Linked DNA regions of Sus scrofa: region 2 is linked to region 1. The links are chromatin contacts, called in public HiChIP or PLAC-seq maps. All regions are on one chromosome and are shown on one strand. Each heading gives the region's core, a stretch centred on a gene start, on an enhancer-like site or on the middle of the called end of the contact. The rest is flanking DNA. Distances are from core to core; before and after follow the strand shown. Region 1 holds the start of TSC22D3 (TSC22 domain family protein 3). Region 2 overlaps MID2 (probable E3 ubiquitin-protein ligase MID2).

Region 1 (4,864 bases), core at 1,099-3,598:
TGCTTGTCCCCTTCCTGGAACCTCTGGGGCTGGGGAGGTAAACCTGGAGGAAGGTAGCTCCTGCCTAGCTTGATAACTTTTAAAACGTCCTCTTGGTGTCTCACTGAAAACCCATCCAATTCTTCAAATATTCTATGGGAGCTCAAAATTTCTTCTATCCTAGTCTGAGCATATCACCTGCCCACGATCTGGAATCTCAGACCCAGAAGGAAACTTTTAGAGACCAGAGAGGTCAAGCGATTTACTCAGGCTCACACAGGGAAGTAGAGCCCTACAACCCAGATCTCCCACAGTGGGTGTCTCTTTCTCTTACATAACCTGAGATGTTGAGAAAGAATAAAACCCACCCACACGCGGGCACAAATACACACATATACACACACACACACCAGCGCCGTCTCTGTGGCTCTAAGAACATCCAACTCAAGACTAGGTTTCCCGAGGTTGCCTCCCCTGCCTCAAAATTGCCTCCATTGTTCCCCCTGCCCTCGGGGTCTGGTAAGACCGGCCCTCACCAGAGTGTCTCAGACTGGAGGACAGCAGACGCATTGGGTCTTCCCATTGTGTTTCTCCCCTCCCTTCCCTTCCTCGTCCTTCAGCCCGATTTCTAGAAAGTCTGACCCGCACTCCAACCCACGCCTGCAACCCACACGGATTCATTCGCCCTCAGGTCCTAGAATGCTCTTCGGGGCTGCTTTTAGCCCTCGCTGGCTCGAAAGTGAAGGCTGGGACCCATGGAGGAGGCGAGGGTCCCACCACCTAGAGTTTCGAGAAATTCTCACAGGTCTCTAATTTTTTCTTATTCCCCACTCTGCCCCACACCACCAGCAGCTTAATTTGTCTGGACATTCTGCTTGCCCTCACCGGAGGCAGTTGGGGCCACTCAGGAAATTTAAAAACCCTTGCAGTTTCCATCCGAGTTTGCATATTTAGAAAAAGGCTTTTGAGAAGGGGGGAACTCGGGATCCCAAGGGCATCCACCTCGGAATCTGCAAAGTGGCTGTAGAAATGTGGGCACTGGGGGGAGAAAGTGCTGCCAGCTCCCCCCAAACCGTCTCGGGCTCTGTCCACCTTCTGGGCGCCAGCATCTCCCTAGGAGGGCTTCTTGCAGGCACCTTTCAAAAACAGCATCCGCCAGGCCTCCCCTCAGGGGCACAGGAATCCAGGTGGCCAGCCTCGGGGTCGGGTCGGCCACCGCAGCCCGGGTGAACCTGACCTCCCCAGCCCACCCCCCCCGGACTTCGTGGTGGCCCCTTTTGTGCGAGCGGAGGATCCAGCAGAGGCCGGTGCGAGCCGGGACCGTGTGCCGCCGCCGCCCCCCCCCACGCCGTGTGCCCCGCCACCCACCTGTGGAAGAAGAGCAGGATGGAGAGCATGGTCTGGTCGATGTTGCGGTTGCAGATGCCCTCGTTGATCAGGTAGCAGGGGTCCCGCAGCACGGGCTCTAGCGAATCCTGCCGCATTATGCTGTTGAGCTTGTCGGTGTTGAGGTTCTCGAAAATCAGCTTCTCCTGCAGCTGCCGAAAGTTGCTCACGGTGGGGCTGCCCGGGTTGTTGTTGTCCCCGCTGCTGTCGCGCTGGAGCCCGCTCCGGTGGGCCAGGTCCAGGCAGCAGTTGCAGCAGTCGAGGCCGACAGGTGAGCGGCAGTCGGTCTTGGGCTGGGCCATCTTCTCCGCCTCAGGGGCCGCCTGGCCCGCGCGGTCAGGGGCGGCCGGCAGGTGCGCGCCCGCCGGGCCGGCCTGAGGGGACTCCAGGGTGTCTGGGAAAGACAAGCTGTGAGGAGAAGAGTTGTCAATTAGCGCCGAAAGCCGGCCACCCTCGGCTCGGCCCCCTTCTGGCTGCGCCGGCCGCTCGGGGTGCGAATAGAAACAGCTGGACAAACAGCTCTGAGCGGATCCTTCGGGCTCACTTCCTCCTCTTCCTCCTCCTCTCCCCCCTCCTCCTCCTCCCGAGGCCGGGGCCGCCCCCCCTGAGGTGCCACACGCGGCCCCTGCGCCGTCCCAAGTTTCCCAAGTGTGAGCGGGGCCCGGGGCGGACCTGTGGCAGCAGGAAGGGCGGGCGGCGGGGCAGAGGGAGAGCCGGGGCGCGCCCTCGCTCCCTCCCTCCCGGGCTCCCTCCCTCCCTCCCTCCCTCGCCGCCGGTTCGCTGGCTCGCCCGCTCTCGGGCTCCCCGGGGCTGCGCCGGCGGAGCGGTGGCAGGAGCCGAGCGCGACTGACTGAGCGAGCGAGCGAGCGAGCCGCGCGCCCGGGAGTCGGCGCGGGGCTTGTGACAGCATGCAAATGACCCCCGGTGGGCCGGCGGACCACGCGGGTCCGCCGCTTCCCCGGCGCGCGCCCCGGAGCCGGCGCGGTCCTGCCCCCACGCCGCCCCGCCCCCGCCCTCCGCTCCCGCACGGCCGCTCGCACCCTCGCCCGCGCGCCCGGGAGCCCCGCTCGGCTCCCCCTCCCTGCGCGCGCCGCGCAGCTCCCCGGCTCGGGCTCTCGCGCCGCGGCGGGCGCATCCTCGGCCAGAGATTCCCCGGGAGCCGGGAGCCGGGAGCCGGGAGCCGCGCCACCGGGGGGTTCGAGCTCGGCGGGCGGGCCGAGTTGCCTCGTCCCGCCGCGGCCGGGGCCCTCTGCCGCAGAGACGCCGCCTTCTTCGAGAAGCGGGGTCGGGGGCGGGTGGGGTGCCGAGAGAGCGGCGGCCTCGGCCCGGAGCCTGAGGGCGTCCGGCACGCGTCGGCAGGTCCCCAGACGGGCCTGAGACGAAAGTCACAGAAGCCGGCTCAACCGCTCCCCGGTTTTTGTCCCTGCCTCCTCCCTTCACTCATCTCCCCCTTTCCGCCCCCTTTGCTCGCTCTTCTCTTCCCCGAACCCCATCCGAGACATCAACGTCCCGGCTTCCGGCAGTGCCAGCCCCTTAGCAGGCTTCTGCCGCCCGCTGCCCCCCGCCCCCGCTCCCTCTCTTATCTCCATTTTCGCCCCCCGCTCCCCCCATCTTCCTTCTTTTTGCCCTTCTCCATTCTTCCTCTCATTTATTTTCCTTGTCTCCTCTTTCTTGACTCATTTCTGGTCTTGCCTTTCTTTCTCGCCCCCGTCTTATTATTTTTTTTCTCCTTTTCTCTATGTCCTCGTTCACCCTACCCCCAAGTCCTCTTACCCCCCTCGGTTTCTTTCTTCCCCCTTCCTTTCCCGCATGTGATTGCCCCTCTCGCTGACGCACCCCTCTTTCGCCTCAGTTTTGTCCCTTCCTCCCCACTTCACTCAGCTTCCCCCATCTTTCCAAACTTGCGCTCCCCTCTCTTTTCTGATCCCCCACCCGCCTTAGGTGATCTCTGTCCTTACCCTTTCCAGAGGTGGGGTGATTGGATGTTTTGGGGCACTGGGGGGGATGTCCTGACGCTCTTGGCTCTGAGGAGAAGGTGAGTCTGAAGCGGAGCTGAGGTGAAAGGGCAGGTTTGTGGAGAGCACGGCAGGTTGCTGCTGTGGGTCAAACCCCAGCTTTGTGAGAGCTGGGGATGTGCGGGGTTGATAAGTGGTAGGGTTCCCGCATGTCTCAGGACTTGGAGACTTAGAATACTTTGAATGCGTAGAATTCAGTAATTACTGCCTCCTGAAAAAAATTCAAAATATTCATGGTGTTCAGCTTTCACTGAAAACTCAGACGGATTTCAGTTGCAGCCAATACTCCCCACCCCCCCATCAGCTCGCTTCTTTCACCCGCCCAGGGCGCTGGCAATAGAGCAGTATATACTGCCATCTTGTGGTCAAAACGTGGAACGTTTCCTGCCGGAGTCAGATCTTGCAGAGACGCCTTCGGTGCCCCCTAGTGGAATTGACCCCGCACTGGTCCCGAGAGTAGGAGGAAAGAGGAGGCAGAGGGTCCACACCAAAAGGGCTCCTTGGCCAAGCAGTGCGCCTGGACCCCAGTCAGGGCAGAGCCACCCTTTCTAGTGGAGCTCCACCTGCCTGAGTCCCTACCGATCTGGCTTTCCTAGATTTGGCACACGCTCCCTCCGTGTTCCACAAGCATCACCTCCGTGATTAGGAGCAAAGGGCAGCCAACAATTTCTTGTTTCCAAGGCTCTGTGGCTCTTACGTGGGGCCCGGCCATTTCCCGAAAAGGACAGAGGGCCGTATACTCTCTGCTGTAGGCCCCGGAAAACTAAAAACAAGCTGTATCCCTGGCCCCTGACAGGAAACCAAGATCAGACGTGAAAGAGGCGTTGGAAGGTCACTGACCAGACCAGCAAAGCTGAGAGTATGGTCCCTGTGTTCTCACCGACTGCAGAAGATTCTGCTGGTTCTCTTAAACCCCGGTCCCTTAGATGCGTTATTTTCCCCTTTTCTTCTTCATTGTCTTTTTTTTTTTTTTTTAATGTTCTTGGGTAAAAGCCAGAGGAGGTAGTAGAATATGAAATTTAATATGCATTGTGTAGACTTATAGCCTGCTGAATTGTTTTTTAATTACAGTGTTGATGATTTTCCCTCTTGTTTATAATTATTTTATGTTAAACATTATAACAAAATATATTAGCTCCATAAATGTTTATTTAAGTTGTGTTTTGAGAACTGCTGGGGCCTTTTGCTTCTACACTTGCCCCGAATCCTCTTATCTCTGTGCATAACCTTGGGAGGAAGCCCTGGTGGAAGGATTTCCTTCTTGGCATGTGGCACCTTTAAACTCCAGATTTTGTTCCCTCCACCTTTCCCTTGTTGGAGTCCTTGCTCACAAGCAGCATTGTTAATAATTCAGTGCAGCTCTGCATACTATCTCCAAGCTGATCAAGAGCAAATATAACTTAGAGAGGGACAATCTAGATAGTTCAGAGACGGAGTTCAGAAAGCTGTTGTGTGTTTGCATTTACAAGTCCTGCTTGTATTGA
Region 2 (5,449 bases), core at 1,168-3,667, 120 kb after region 1:
GGAACCTCCGTATGCCGTGGGTGCGGCCCTAAAAAGCCAAAAAAAAAAAAAAAAAAAAAAATCAGCTCTTTGGAATTTCCTGGCAAGTTGACATTCCTTCTCCTTTGCTTTATATTTTCTCTAGGAGCTACTGTACTTTCCCAAGTGAGAAATGGAGCCCTGAACCCTAGGCAGAAAATAAATCACATTCTGTGCTGCCTTATACCCTCACTATGTATAGGTGAATGGGGTCAAAAGAAACATCAAGGGCAGACCTGTTAAGGAAAATAAGCTCCCAAAAGGTAGCCTTTTGTCTGAGCAAGTATGAAGATGGGGGACACAGCCCTGCATGCTTTGTCCTAGTGAAGGCGGAGAGATTATGAATTACAGCCATTATTTACACACAAACGCATATGCAAACACTCACGTATCAAAGCCTCAGAGCTTTTTGCCATAAGGCAATGCCCATCAGGATAGAGTCCCTGGCTGTATCCTCGGGCTATTGCTGATGCCAGTAATACTTGCATAATACCTCGTAGTCTGTTCATAGTTTTGACAACTGCCTCTCATCTTTCCTCATCAATCCCACGGGCAGGCTCACTGGTGAATCCCTATTGTATGTGGGAAGATACATATTCATCAAGGCATTAACAAGTATTTTAATGAGCCTCCACGGTACAGCGCTCTACTCTGTTTGGAGCTCAGAGTACAGGACAGATGGGGTCCTCTCCCTCAGGGAGCACCACAGAGGAAACTGATACAGAATGTAATTATGGTATTATATTTTTATAAGTGAGGGAATGTGTTAGCTTTGTTGCTTACATACCTATTTCTTCGAGACTCAACCTGATATCCCTTGGGCTCTGAGCCTGGGGGATTGTGTTAATTATGGGGGAGCCCAGAGCTGAAAAACAGAGGAGAGCAAGCTCGAGCCAGCCAAATTCCTTCCCAGCCAAGAAGTGAAATGTAATCGGTGTTTTGGCAGAAGTCAGCACCTGATCTCCCTTCTGGCATCAGACTTCTGCTCTGAATGGAGAGGTGATGGCCTGGCTCCTGGTAGGAGGAGGAGAAGCTATCTTATATTCAGAGGCAGGGTGACCCCTGTCCAGCAGTGTGAAGGGCGCTACCATTGGGAATGTGATGTAGATGCTTAGGTGTGGGAAGAAGAATAAAGAAAGGGGAGGGTTCGATCCCGGGCCTCGATCAGTGGGTTAAGGATCTGGCATTGCCCTGAGCTGTGGTGTAGGTCACAGAGGCTGCTCAGATCTGGCATTGCTGTAGGCTGGCAGCTACAGCTCCGATTCAGCCCCTAGCCTGGGAACTTCCATAGGCCAAAGGTGCGGCCCTGAAAAGCAAAAAAAAAAAAAAAAAAAAGAATAAATAAAGGGACACGGTAATCTCAGAGAAAAGCAAATCGTGACCCAGTGTGTTCCAGAAAGCAAAACAGAAGCAGAAACTGAATAAAAACAAACCAGATGATCAAACAGTGCCCGCCTGTTTGTTCTGCAGAAAACCCCAGAAGATACAGTGGTTTTAGCAGTAGTCACCATCGTCGTCAGAGCAGTGGTAGTCAAAACAAAACAAAAAAGCAACTTTTCGGCTACCGATTATATATCAGAAAATGTATTGGGCGCTTTATTTCTGTTATTTAATAAACATGTATAAAACCCTACGAGGCTAGATACTAATAGGATGCTCATTTACAGAGGAGGAACCTTAGGCTGCTTGCCCCAGACCAGACAGGTTGTTGATAAGCAGCAGAGCTAGGAGCCTAACCTGGGGCTGTCTGACTTCAAAGCCCATTCTTTGTAAGGATTTTCCATTTTCAGTTTGGTCTTTGGTTCCCTAAAGATAACCCCTGATTTTTTTTTTCCCTTTTGTCATCTGAAGTGCCCTGTCTCATAAAAATGACTTCTTTCTCAGAATGATGCCTTCCCTGACCTTAGCTGTCACTGTGTGAATTTCCTTGGCTCTCACAGTAGATTTCTTGCACTGGATGTATGCAGAAAGAATCAGGATACAGGAGTTCCCGTCATGGCTCAGTGGAAACAATTCTGACTAGCATCCTTGAGGACGCAGGTTCGATCCCTGGCCTCACTCCGTGGGTTAAGGATCTGGCATTGCCGTGAGCTGTGGTGTAGGTGGCAGATGCAGTTCTGATCAGGCGTTGTTGTGGCTGTGGTCTAGGCCAGTGGCTACAACTCAGATTTGACCCCTAGCCTGGGAACCTCCATATGCCATGGGTGCAGCCCTAAAAAGACCAAAAAAAAAAAAAAAAAAAAAAAAGAATCAGGATACCACAGCCGTCTCCCAGAAACAGAGGTCTTGGGCAGGGATGCTTACGTCAGACTTGAGTACAAAGAAGGGCTAAATGCTCCCTACAGTCTAGTCTGAGGCTAAAGAATGCCTAATCATTCACTGGCTTGCCCTGCTCTCCTTCCATTACATAAGTCTGTGATTGTGAAAGCCAGTGAAAAGGAGGGCTTGGGGAAGAGCCCTAGACTCAGAATCAGGAAACCTGGGTTTTGGAACTGTCTCTGCCACGCACTGACTGCTTGACCACGGGCAGAATGGCCAGTGCCTCGCCTCTGTTGCACCCACTGCCTGCTTTGCTCTGTTGCAGTTACCTGATTCCATCTCGTTTCCTTCATTGGACAGCAAGTTTCTTAAAGGCAGTGGCCATGACTGTGCCACATTCATTGTGGAAACCACAGTTCCTAACTGGTCTCTCTGACTCATGCTGTCCCCCTTTAATCCATTTTCCACATTGTTGTGGGAATGAGCTTTTTAAAATGCAAAGCCCACATGCCACGCCCCTACCACAAACCCTTCAGTGGTTCCCCATCACCATTAAGATAAAGGTTTCTAAGACCCATTATGATCTGGACCCTGTCTGCCTTGAGCATACGCTTTTCACTACCTGCACTTTATACCTGGTTCATTCACTCTGCAAGTATTAAAGCATATCTCTGCCTTGGGCCAAGCATTGGAAGCACAGTGTGAACATGGCACCTGTCCTCAGAGAACTTGCACCCCTCCCCTTTGCTCCTGGCTGGCGAATGCTTATCTCCTAAGGCTCAGCTTGGGCATCTCCTCCTCCAGGAAGCCATCACACATGCTCTGTATCCCTCTCCTTCTCCCTAATCTGGTTCAGGAGTTCTTCCCCTGTGTACCTGGAGAACCCTATCTATCTATCTATCTATCTATCTATATTCTTTGGTCTTTTTAGGGCCACACCCATGGCATATGGAGGTTCCCAGGCTAGGGGTCGAATCAGAGCTACAGCTGCAAGCCTACGCCAGAGCCACCGCAACGCCAGATCCCAGCCGCTTCTGCAACCTACACCACAGCTCACGGCAATGCCAGATCCTTTACCTACTGAGCGAGGCCAGGGATCAAACCCGCGTCCTCATGGATACCAGTGGGGTTCGTTACTGCTGAGCCATGACGGGAACTCCCGTATATGTACATTCATCATAGCACTTCTATATACCTATTTGTCTCCCCACCAGACCTTAAACTTAGTGGGTACTGTGGCCTATCCACTTTTTTTATACCCAGCACATGGCTTGGGACACAATAGGTGCTGAGAAAGGATAATTAAATAAACACTGCCCTCTGGTGGCTAGCTGTTGTCAGTACAATCCTTTATGCACCCCAGGGATGAGTAAAGCACAGCCAGTTTCACAAGAGAGGTAACTCTTTCCTTCTTTTAACATTGGGTGAGGAACCATTTCAGAATATGTGATCTCCTAGCACCTAGGTGGTTGTTTCAGCATCTTTGAAAATCTTCCATAATGTGGCAAACCATATGTAAATGGCAGAGCCAAATTACCATTTTGAGTAATTGTATAAAAAGAAAATGTAAGGGAAATTTGCCTCTTGTAATGAAGACATGTGACCTAGTATACAATTTTTCATTCTCTCTTTATTTCAGGGCCAACATACTCACATTCGTTCATTAATTCCACAAATATTTGTTGACTACCCACAGTGTGCCAGGCATTATTCTAGGTGTTGGGAATACAGTAGTGAATAAAACAAAGTCCTTAAGATTACGAAGCTTATGTGCTAGCTGGGGGAGACACACAATAAATATATTTTTATTAGGAGTTATACATGTTATGGATAAAAATCAACTAGGATGCCAAGTGGGTATGAGATGAGACGCCATTTGAGCAAAGGCCTAAAAATATCTAGTTATAACTTCAGAAAAATTTATAAATGTTGGTTCACCCGATCTGTCTAAACCATTATGGGACTTCTAAAGTTTTTCTTTTTCTTTTAATTCTTGAAATAAGTTTAAGCTCATATAGAAGGTTCTAAAATAATAGAGTTCCAACACACCATCCATATATTCTTCCCCAGTGTTAACATCTTACATAACCACATAACTCTCGCAATTAGGAAGTTATCATTGGTACAATATTCTACTAAGCAAGCTACAGACCACATGCAGATTTCATCAGTTTTTAACATGTACTCAGCCTTTTGGAGGGGCGGGGGGGAATGTGTGTAGTTCCATAAATGTCATCACATGTATAGATTCGTGTAACTACCACCATAATGAGAACAGTACAATCTCATTACCCCTAAAACCTCATTTGTGCTACTTCTTTGCAGTCACATCTGCCCCCCTGGCAGCCACGGATCTGTTCTTCATCACGATAATTTTGTAATTTGTGGAATGTTACATAAATGGAATCATGCAGTATGCAACATATTATGATTTGTTTATGTCACTCATCATCATGCCTCTGAGATACATTCAGGTTGTGTGCATCAATGGTTTACATTTTTTTTTTATCGTTGATGATCCACAATTCGTTTATCTGTGCCCCCACTGAAGAGCATTTCAGTTGTTTCCAGTTTTTGGCTAAGACCCATAAAGCTGTTACGAACATCCCTGCAAGTTTGTGTGTGCGTGTGTGTGTGTGTAGATATAAATGTTCATATTTATAGGCTAAATTCACAAGGGTGAGATCCAGAGAGTTTTATAGCTTCAGAGGGGGTTATAAGCAAGTACTATGCTTCACAAAACAAGTAGTGGAGTGGAAAGAACACTGGATGGGGAGCGAAAGCTCTGGCTCCAGCCGTGCCCTGTCATTGATCGTACTATGATGTTGAGTAAGCCCTTCTCTCTAGGCCTCACGTTTCTATCTATAAAATAAGAGGCTAGAAATGGATGCTTACTTCAGTCCTTTTAAGATTTAACAATTTTACGGTTCTGAAGATATAGAAAGGAGGTTTCTGCTTCATTTCATGTAGGATATATATATGTGTGTGCATGTGCGTGTGTGTGTGTGTGCGCGCGTGTGTATAATACCTCTCCCACTTCTTGCCTGTTCTAAATAGCTACCTTGTGTAGAAGGAGAATATGGGGGGAGAAAATAACTAGCCCTAAGGCTACCAAGGCTTGGAGGTCTGATCCCTGAGGGATTCTAAAACTAACACAGAATTGCCACCCGGC

What was found. HiChIP or PLAC-seq counts read pairs in DNA pulled down with a chosen protein or histone mark.
Region 2: a contact with region 1 is called in an H3K27ac HiChIP or PLAC-seq map of alveolar macrophages. The contact joins the enhancer-like site here to the promoter of TSC22D3 in region 1. A contact is called at or near these places in 1 of 5 promoter capture datasets (liver), 12 of 47 Hi-C or Micro-C datasets (alveolar macrophages, embryonic fibroblasts, fetal heart ventricle and 6 more) and 2 of 2 datasets of contacts at active chromatin or transcription factors (alveolar macrophages and skeletal muscle).

Annotation. Positions count from the first base shown.
Region 1 is chrX:88,231,235-88,236,098 of Sscrofa11.1, forward strand. TSC22D3 (TSC22 domain family protein 3) reads right to left here and starts at 2,349. Exons shown (of 4, transcript XM_021080824.1): 1 at 2,038-2,349; 2 at 1,348-1,773. The coding sequence starts at 1,667.
Region 2 is chrX:88,351,459-88,356,907 of Sscrofa11.1, forward strand. The region is part of intron 3 of MID2 (probable E3 ubiquitin-protein ligase MID2); the gene reads left to right. Among named protein-coding and RNA genes, the nearest start is that of NLRP12L, 49 kb to the right of the region's middle. Within about 2 kb of position 2,418, at least 1 of the 83 cell types and tissues checked has an H3K27ac peak or open chromatin away from gene starts, as enhancers often do. A contact at or near this core is called in alveolar macrophages, where this site is marked.